Linked DNA regions of Sus scrofa: regions 2 and 3 are each linked to region 1. Evidence: chromatin contacts called from public Hi-C and HiChIP or PLAC-seq data. All regions are on one chromosome and are shown on one strand. The core of a region is the stretch at or near the end of the contact, and the rest is flanking DNA. Distances in the headings are between cores, read along the strand shown.

Region 1 (2,512 bases), core at 9-2,508:
GTTAACGATCCGGTGTTGCCGTGAGCTGTGGTGTAGGTTGCAGAAGCGGCTTGCATCCCGTGTTGCTGTGGCTCTGGCGAAGGCTGGCAGCTACAGCTCTGATTCGACCCCTAGCCTCCATACACCGCAGGAGCAGCCCAAGAAATGGCAAAGAAACAAAAACAAAAAAGTAAACAAACTCATTTAGGCATATCTACAAGATTTCACTCCAAAGAGCTACTATTCACTTTCTGACACCTAAAAACATAGTTTCACGAATAAACACCCCCTTACTAACCCATCCTGTCATCATGGGAATCAAATTCACACCACAGATGTTATACCACCAAGAATCTAGTTTCTTCAACAATCACATCAGCCCTAACACCGTCCAGGGCCCCCGCCTAAAAAAGCTCACTGTCTCTAAAAAGAAAAACGATTAAAACAACATCATATTGCTCCAAAGATCACCCTCGTGAACCTAAGTAGACATGCTTCCTTTCTTAAATGACTCAGTGAGCACTACCACAAAAAGGCTCCCTCCCCAGACACAGCTCAAAGTGGCAAACGCAGCAAAGATTCAATTCTCTTCTACCGACAACCTTAAAAACACAAGGAGATTGCTCGGACACTACTACGACAAAGCCTGTGCACCGCACGGGTTGGCGGGGAGAGGTGGTTTTAGGTCTTAAAGTATGTATGTACAGCTTTCGGCCTCATGTGGAAGTTCCTCGGCCAGGGATCGAATACGCGCCACAAAAAAATTACACTTCTTAAATATTAAGATACCGATTCGCCCCGGGAGCTCACTCACCATCGAAAACGCTCGCTTCGGAAATGTCCCTGACCGCCGCGGCCTCTACAATGTTCCGAATAACGAACTTCTTAATGGCCTTATCCTTGGGCACGCATCGGGCACAGTTGGTGCAGCGAATAGGCTGCACGTGGCCGCGGCCCTTTTTGGCACGGCCATTATTCCTTCTTTTCTTGGTCTGCATCAGGATGAAAACACCATTAAGAAGGGCTCGCAACTTACCCAGCCTTAGACCCCTTCCGGCCACATTTCCCGCCGGCAACCACCAGAAGAGCCACTCAGATCTCCAGTCCCTCCGCAAACCCCCCCAAGCCTGGAACAAACATATGCTCTTTCCATTCCTTCACCGTAGTCCAGGTTTTAAAACCCCCACAATCTCATCTGGCTCACACTCAGCCTTCACCCGGCCCCAATCGTTCACCACGCGCCATAACTCACCATCTTGGAAGCGAAGACGCGAGAGAGGAAGTGGCCAACGGCTCGGCTCTCTTATATAGTGCGAGATCCCTCCGCTCACGCCGAGGGATTCCTCCTAGACGGCTCCTGGACGCACGCCAAGGACGGCAATCACCTTTATTCAAATGTTATTTATTATTCAGCGTTTCTGCTGAAATCTATGGTAGAAAGGTGTTTCTCGAGTTTATTTTTCCGTGGCACAAAGTGACCAAGGGACTATTTAACCTGCTGGCGGAAGAAAATTACGGTTATGTGTTTCCCAGCAACCTTTGCAACACCTTACCCCGGACGTAATTCTGGGCATTTATCTGTATTTTGCGACGCAAGGCGGGGAAGTTGCCCGGCGCAAGACCGCTTGTCACACTGCCTATTAGAGGTCGGAGGGGAAGAGATGCATGGTGGGAGTTGTAGTGCGGAGTTGGCAGTCCCCAGGCCCCAAGCCCTTAAACGGAAGGCGACATCACTCCACCGGCCACTGGGGGACGCTCTCTGCTCGTTTCTTTGGTGCATGACAGAAAAGGAAGATGTTGGGGGCGGGAGGCTGGGGGAAGAATAAAACATGTTATTAGTTCCTCCTTCTAATACTGAGAAAACCCAGCAGGGAGGAGTCATGGACAAGTGCATCGGTGCTAGGGCTATTTCTCATTCACCTTTTTGTTCCTGGATCTTGCAAACATAGTGCCAGGCACTGTAGTAAGCACTGTATAAATATTAACTCAGTTAACCCTCAACAAGTCTACAAGGAAGCTTCTAATATTATCCTTACATTACATGGGAATTCCCTAGAGGTTCAGGGATCCCACGACAGATTGAAAAACTGAGGAGTAGAGAGGTTAAAACTGAGGTTGCCCAAAGTTACAGGGAGCTAGTAAGAGGTTTCTTGGCTCCACTGTACTATGCTTTCTCTTACCTAAGAAACAAATAAGTGGATGGAGGTATAAGTTGGACTGGTGACCTAAATGATTTGACTTACACTCCTAGTAAAAATATATTTTACTTTGGTACTCAATACATATACAAATACAAATACACACACACACACACAAAACTGAAACAAAAATTTCATGAAACAAAGCCCTTATGACATAAGGTGCGCTGGTATTTTCTATTTTATTTTAATAAGTGTTCATCAATTCCCATTAAGGTGATTTCACCACTCATTGATGACTCTGGCCTCCTATTGAAATGTACCTTGTTATTTATGTTTAAGTTCCATTTACCTCTTTTTTTTTTTTCTTTCTTTCTTTTTTTTTTTCTTTTTAG
Region 2 (2,512 bases), core at 10-2,509, 170 kb after region 1:
TTTTGAGTGGGAAAGGCGTAGAGTGGGTAAAAGGGCATGGTTTAGTGCTTACCAAATTATGGATGACGTTGGTCAGGGTCCAGACAACAGGAATGCTGAAGAAGGGGATGCTGAGTAGAACCACATGCAGCAGTCCTACCAAGATGATGTAGGCCAGCCAGATGCCCCGACTATTCATCACTCGAGTGTTGGGGTTTACTTCGCTGTGTGCCACCCCCACATTCATCCTACCACAGTGGGGGATCAGGTAGGAGTCCAACTTAATCTCCTCTCAACCCCTCTGCGTCTGTTCCTCCAAGTTGTCTCCTAAAGAGCCAAAATCCCCTGGATTGTACTGGGGATGAAAGGACTTCCCCATCATGCACAAAGAAAAACTGAAGACTCGGGAGGAAAAATTTACAAGGCAAGAAGAGTCCTTTTTACATCTTGGAGACATAGTATGGTAAACTTTCTTCTGAGCCCTTTAAATGTAACTTGGAGTAAGCCCAGGCTTGGGGACGGGTATTACTTTCCTTAAGAAGTTAATAAGGAACAATGAAGACATTACAGTACACCCAAAATTGTAAAAGAGTATCATGGAAAACAACCAAGGAACCACCATTAAGGAGGGATGGGAGGGTAAAGCTACTTTTTCTAATCTAATCTCTATCTTTTCCTCTGGGGCTCGCCCCGTCCTGTCACTCATGTCTTTGGCATGTAAGCAGGCGGCATCCCAATTCCTTCTTTCAAGTGTGGGGTGCTGCAAGAATGTGCCCAGGGCTTTGGCGCTGAATTTGGAAGAGACCTGAGCTGAGTGTTTCGAGAGATGGTCCCAACTCCAGGGGGAGCCCTGATGGTCTGAACTTGGCCCTTTAAAATCGTGCTAGCCGTAAAGTTGATGACGCCTGGTTAGCAAGCAGCTCTCTCCGCCCTCTACCTATAATTCCCTAAACTCTGGTATTGAACCCGCCCCTTGCTCCTCCCAGCTTTCTTCTTCGGCTCTCAGCGTAGTCTTCAGCACTCCACTCTCGGTCTGTAGTTCGCCGCCGCCACCCACCCCTCACCCCCCACCCCCGGCCTCCTTCTTCCTCCGCCTCCCACCATTTTTCCTTAGGACCCATTTCTAATTTCTCAGAACCCTTACCTGCCAGATTCAGAAGCCCGTCCGGCTCGGGGCGCTCTGCTTCTTCCTCCTACACCTGCGGTCTCCAGGAAGCAGCCGCCCCGGCCATCTGCGCTCTCCCTATTGGTGGAGCAGAGTCAGCGCCGCTACCACCCATTGGCTGCCGGTCTGCCATACGGACTCACAATTGATCGCCATTTCCGTCTTTCGTAAAGTGCCGAACCCGCCCTACTCCCCGTTCCGCCTTTTGAGAGAGGTGGAGAAAGCCGCTTGGAGGGGTGAGGGCGACGCCAGCTCTTGACTAATGGGAAGAATTGATGGTAGGAGGCGGGAGTAAGAGCCACAGCGATTGGTTGGCCTTGGCTGTCGGCGCCGAGGCGGGAGCGCCCGGAGGCGGAGGCAGCGGGTGGGGGCCTGGCGGAGTGGAGGGGTAACAAGATGGCGACCGAGACGGTGGAGCTCCATAAGCTGAAGGTACCGGGAAGGGGGAAGGGCCGGGTCGGACTTTTCCGGAGGCCGAATTCTGCCGGCTGGCTTGCGCCTTTTCCTGAATATTCTCCTTTCAGGCTCTTTCACTTCTTTTCCTGGCTCCCTCCGTAGTTCTTTTGTGCCTTCCTCCTTTCCCACTACGCCTTCCCTGATTTCCCATTTCACCTCACGATTTTCCTGTATCTTTACTTGTTACTTCAGCTCCCTCCTCCAGCGTTGTGTCGTCCGACACTTCTCCCACCGGGTCGTGTAAGTGCCTTCAACCTCTTCTCTTGTTTCTCTTCAGACGGGATTACGTCAGTGGTCCCCTCTTGGCCCCGAGCCGGGCTCTAGACCCCTTTTTCTTCCCTGGGTTGGCGCTTTTCTGTTGTCCAAAGCTTAGATTCCCGGTAGCAGATGATGGCACTTGGTCTGTTTCTAGCTAGGTCTCAAACTTGACCCAGAAAATGCTTCCACCCCCTTGTTTTAGGTGGTCGGACGCCCCCGGGCGAACTTTGAAACCTGAGGAGAGGCCTCCGAAGATAGGCCAACCCCTTAGAGCCCTGGACTTTAGGAGACCTAAAGAGGTAGTGAAGGCAGATACTCCAGATTGACAAGTTTTGAGTTCTCTCAGTTCTCCGTCTGCCAGCCTCCCTCCCACCCCCACATCCCACCTGGAAGATGGCTTACTCAGAGCTGTAATATTTTGGGAAAATATTTCCAAGGCTAGGGTTACCTCTGTCCCAATTCATATCGCAGGTGGACCCTGCATCTCTTGGTGTCACCACTGGGTGACACTCAATCACAGAAGCCGTTTTAAGTTGGGTCTTGGGAATCTTGATAGCTTTTTCGTATTTAGATTATTATTTTCCTGGAAGAAAAGAGTAGTTTCTTTTAAGGTGAATTAATAGAGAATATCTTGATTAGTTGTCCATTTGTGCT
Region 3 (2,512 bases), core at 5-2,504, 160 kb before region 1:
ACATCTGTTCATGAACTCCAGAGGTGCCCTCTTTACCTGGGAATTCTAGTTTTGACTATACTAGCACAAGCACTGACATTCCCAACAAAACTTAACTCTTCTTCAACCAAATCCTTTGCTCTGCCCTCCCTAAAGAATGAAACAACGTATGCCAAAACTCTGCTTGCAAACCTGAAGTTACGGAACTCTGAAAGTGCCTTGCATCCTCGCAGCTAACAGAGTTGGTTGTGCATAATCACGCTTCTCATGATTACCCTCATCCCACACAAATCCAGGATTGGGACCTTCTGGCCCCTGTTTCCGAGACACGAAGTGCTTGAAGGGCAGGTGGCAAGACTAGAGTCTCCGTATAAAGGGGAAAAAAAGTGACCGTCACGAACAGGATTCGAACCTGTGCGGGGAAACCCCATTGGATTTCGAGTCCAACGCCTTAACCACTCGGCCACCGTGACTCACGAAGCTGTTCTTCGCCGCGCGCTTACAGAAGGGGTCCGCATAGCGACCAGGAAGGGCGTGTGACAGCGAGAAGCTGGGCCAGGCCTAATACACAACCCAATGACCTCCTCCCACCCCGCTCCTTACCGCTTCCTCCATGCGGCTCAAAGGAAGAGTCAAGCGGACCGGGTGACCCTAGGAGGGAGGGGCTCCCACCCAGCGAAGACGAGGGTCTTAAGGAGCGCCAAGCTATTTAGGAGGCGATGGCGAGGCCTGCAGAGGAAGCGGTTGGGGGAAAGGGGCTGGGTCCCACGGTAGCGGCTCCGGGATTCTTCGGGTTATGGGGTGAGAGGGGTACCTGGGACAAGGAGTTAGGAGCGATGGAGGCTCCGGAGAGTTTAAACGGGAGTCTCTTGGGGATGGATGAAAGGAAGGATCTTTTTGGGGAAAAAGACCTGGGGTTCCTTGGAATTAGGAACTCTGTCGGTTTAATAGCTACGAAAGCAGTCGCAGTCATGGGCTGGGGGCTCCTTAGGCAGGGGCAACGCTTTGGCGTGGTACAGAGTGTACCCCGCTCCCCCGGCTGAGAAGCAAGAAAAGGCTTCAGTTAAAAAGGGATCTCAGGGGAGTGTGCGCCCCCTCCAGGAAGCAGCCTCCTCCCCAAAGCTCTGGCCTCCGCCGCCGCCGCCGCCGGGGAGGCCGCCAGGGTCCGCCCCGCTCCCGGGGCTCCGCCGCCGCCGCCGCCGCGCCCTGACGGCCGGCAGGGGGCGCTGCGCGAGCCGGGGCCGGCCTAGGCGGCGGGAGGCGGCGGCCGCGGCGGCGGGAGGCGGCGGGAGGCGGGCGGAGGAGGAGGCGGAGGAGGCGGGAGCTGAGCTGAGCGGGGCGGGCGGCCTCGGCGGCGGCGGCGGCGGCGGCGGCGGCGGGGCCCGAGCCCGAGAAGATGGCGGTGCGGAAGAAGGACGGCGGCCCCAACGTGAAGTACTACGAGGCCGCGGACACCGTGACCCAGTTCGACAACGTGCGGCTCTGGCTTGGCAAGAACTACAAGAAGGTACGTGAGCAGGGCCGCGCGGGGGCTGGGGGCGGGACAAAGGGACCGCGGCCCCGCGGCCCCCCGGATCCTGCCCACCCTCCCGCGGCCCGCGGCCCCTCCCCCGCGGCGGCCGTAGCAGCCCCTGCGCGCCTTCCGCCGCCCCGCGCCCCTCCCCCAACCTCTTTTACTGCCCCCCCCAGCCGCTGATTCCAACCCCCGCCCCCACGGCTGCGCCCTCTGCCCCTTGTTTTTCTCCGTTGCCCCGGCGGGTCCCGGTGCCAGCTGCCCACCCATCCAAGCCATCGCCTTCCGGGCTTTTCCGGGAGAGACGGCCAGGGTGGACCCGGTGCCGAATGGGCACCCCCCCTACCCCCCGCCCTTACAACGTGCCCGCCACGGTGCCCGCCAGAGCTCCCCACGGAGCCAGGTACCAGCAGGTTTGAGGCCTCTCCTGTGCTTTGTGTATGTTCAGAGAGAGATGATGAAAGCAGAAGGGTAAACAGCCACAGAGCAGGCCCTTGACTGCTCATCAGCCTGAGAAAGGCCCCCACCCCGAGATCACCTGTCTCTACCGCTCCAACAGAACCTCTTTGGAAGGCAGAGTGTAGGAGTTCCAGGCAGCTACCCCTTCTAAAACCATTTTCAGGGTCACAATGAACTCACCCCACCACCTGGCCGTGCCTTGCCTTGGGTTTGGGGTTCAGGACCAGGATACACTTTATGTTTGTAGCCCCCCACGCCATAACAGGACATAATAAGGTAGTGAACAAAGGGTTCAAGAAGCCTTACCTGTCTTCTACCAAACCTGTTCCTGGTGGTGTCTTTGTCTTTAGGCCTGGTTGAAAGGAACATTGCTACATAGGGTTTTTCTCTGGAAACCGTCTGCCTCTCTCTTCCTCTCACTACCCCCAGTTAGGGGTTCTCTTTCTGACTTTCCTTCAGCTCCCCAGTTCTTCCTGCTCAGCTTTGCAGCCTGTCAGAAGCATGATGGGCGGTTTAGGAGAATGCCCCTCTGATCCTGGTCAGGAGCCTGGCCCTGTTCTG

Evidence for each region. Hi-C and Micro-C count contacts between places; a contact is called where the count stands out from the background. HiChIP or PLAC-seq counts read pairs in DNA pulled down with a chosen protein or histone mark.
Region 2: a contact with region 1 is called in a Hi-C map of epiblast stem cells, with 3 times the contacts expected there. The contact joins the promoter of ORMDL2 here to the promoter of RPS26 in region 1. A contact is called at or near these places in 3 of 5 promoter capture datasets (fetal liver, fetal skeletal muscle and liver), 5 of 47 Hi-C or Micro-C datasets (embryonic fibroblasts, epiblast stem cells, fibroblasts and 1 more) and 2 of 2 datasets of contacts at active chromatin or transcription factors (alveolar macrophages and skeletal muscle).
Region 3: a contact with region 1 is called in an H3K27ac HiChIP or PLAC-seq map of alveolar macrophages. The contact joins the promoter of SMARCC2 here to the promoter of RPS26 in region 1. A contact is called at or near these places in 1 of 47 Hi-C or Micro-C datasets (heart right ventricle) and 1 of 2 datasets of contacts at active chromatin or transcription factors (alveolar macrophages).

Annotation. Positions count from the first base shown.
Region 1 is chr5:21,430,402-21,432,913 of Sscrofa11.1, reverse strand. RPS26 (ribosomal protein S26) reads right to left here and starts at 1,258. Exons shown (of 4, transcript NM_001097481.2): 1 at 1,232-1,258; 2 at 794-971. The coding sequence starts at 1,234.
Region 2 is chr5:21,260,881-21,263,392 of Sscrofa11.1, reverse strand. It overlaps ORMDL2 (ORM1-like protein 2), which reads right to left and starts at 1,259. Exons shown (of 4, transcript XM_003126257.5): 1 at 1,124-1,259; 2 at 53-306. The coding sequence starts at 226. SARNP (SAP domain-containing ribonucleoprotein) reads left to right here and starts at 956. Exons shown (of 11, transcript XM_003126256.4): 1 at 956-1,576. The coding sequence starts at 1,541. It overlaps LOC106510299 (a long non-coding RNA gene), which reads left to right and starts at 1,583. Exons shown (of 3, transcript XR_001308700.2): 1 at 1,583-2,157.
Region 3 is chr5:21,585,519-21,588,030 of Sscrofa11.1, reverse strand. It overlaps SMARCC2 (SWI/SNF complex subunit SMARCC2), which reads left to right and starts at 1,254. Exons shown (of 29, transcript XM_001929168.6): 1 at 1,254-1,486. The coding sequence starts at 1,376. It overlaps TRNAS-CGA (a tRNA gene), which reads right to left and starts at 452; the gene lies at 371-452.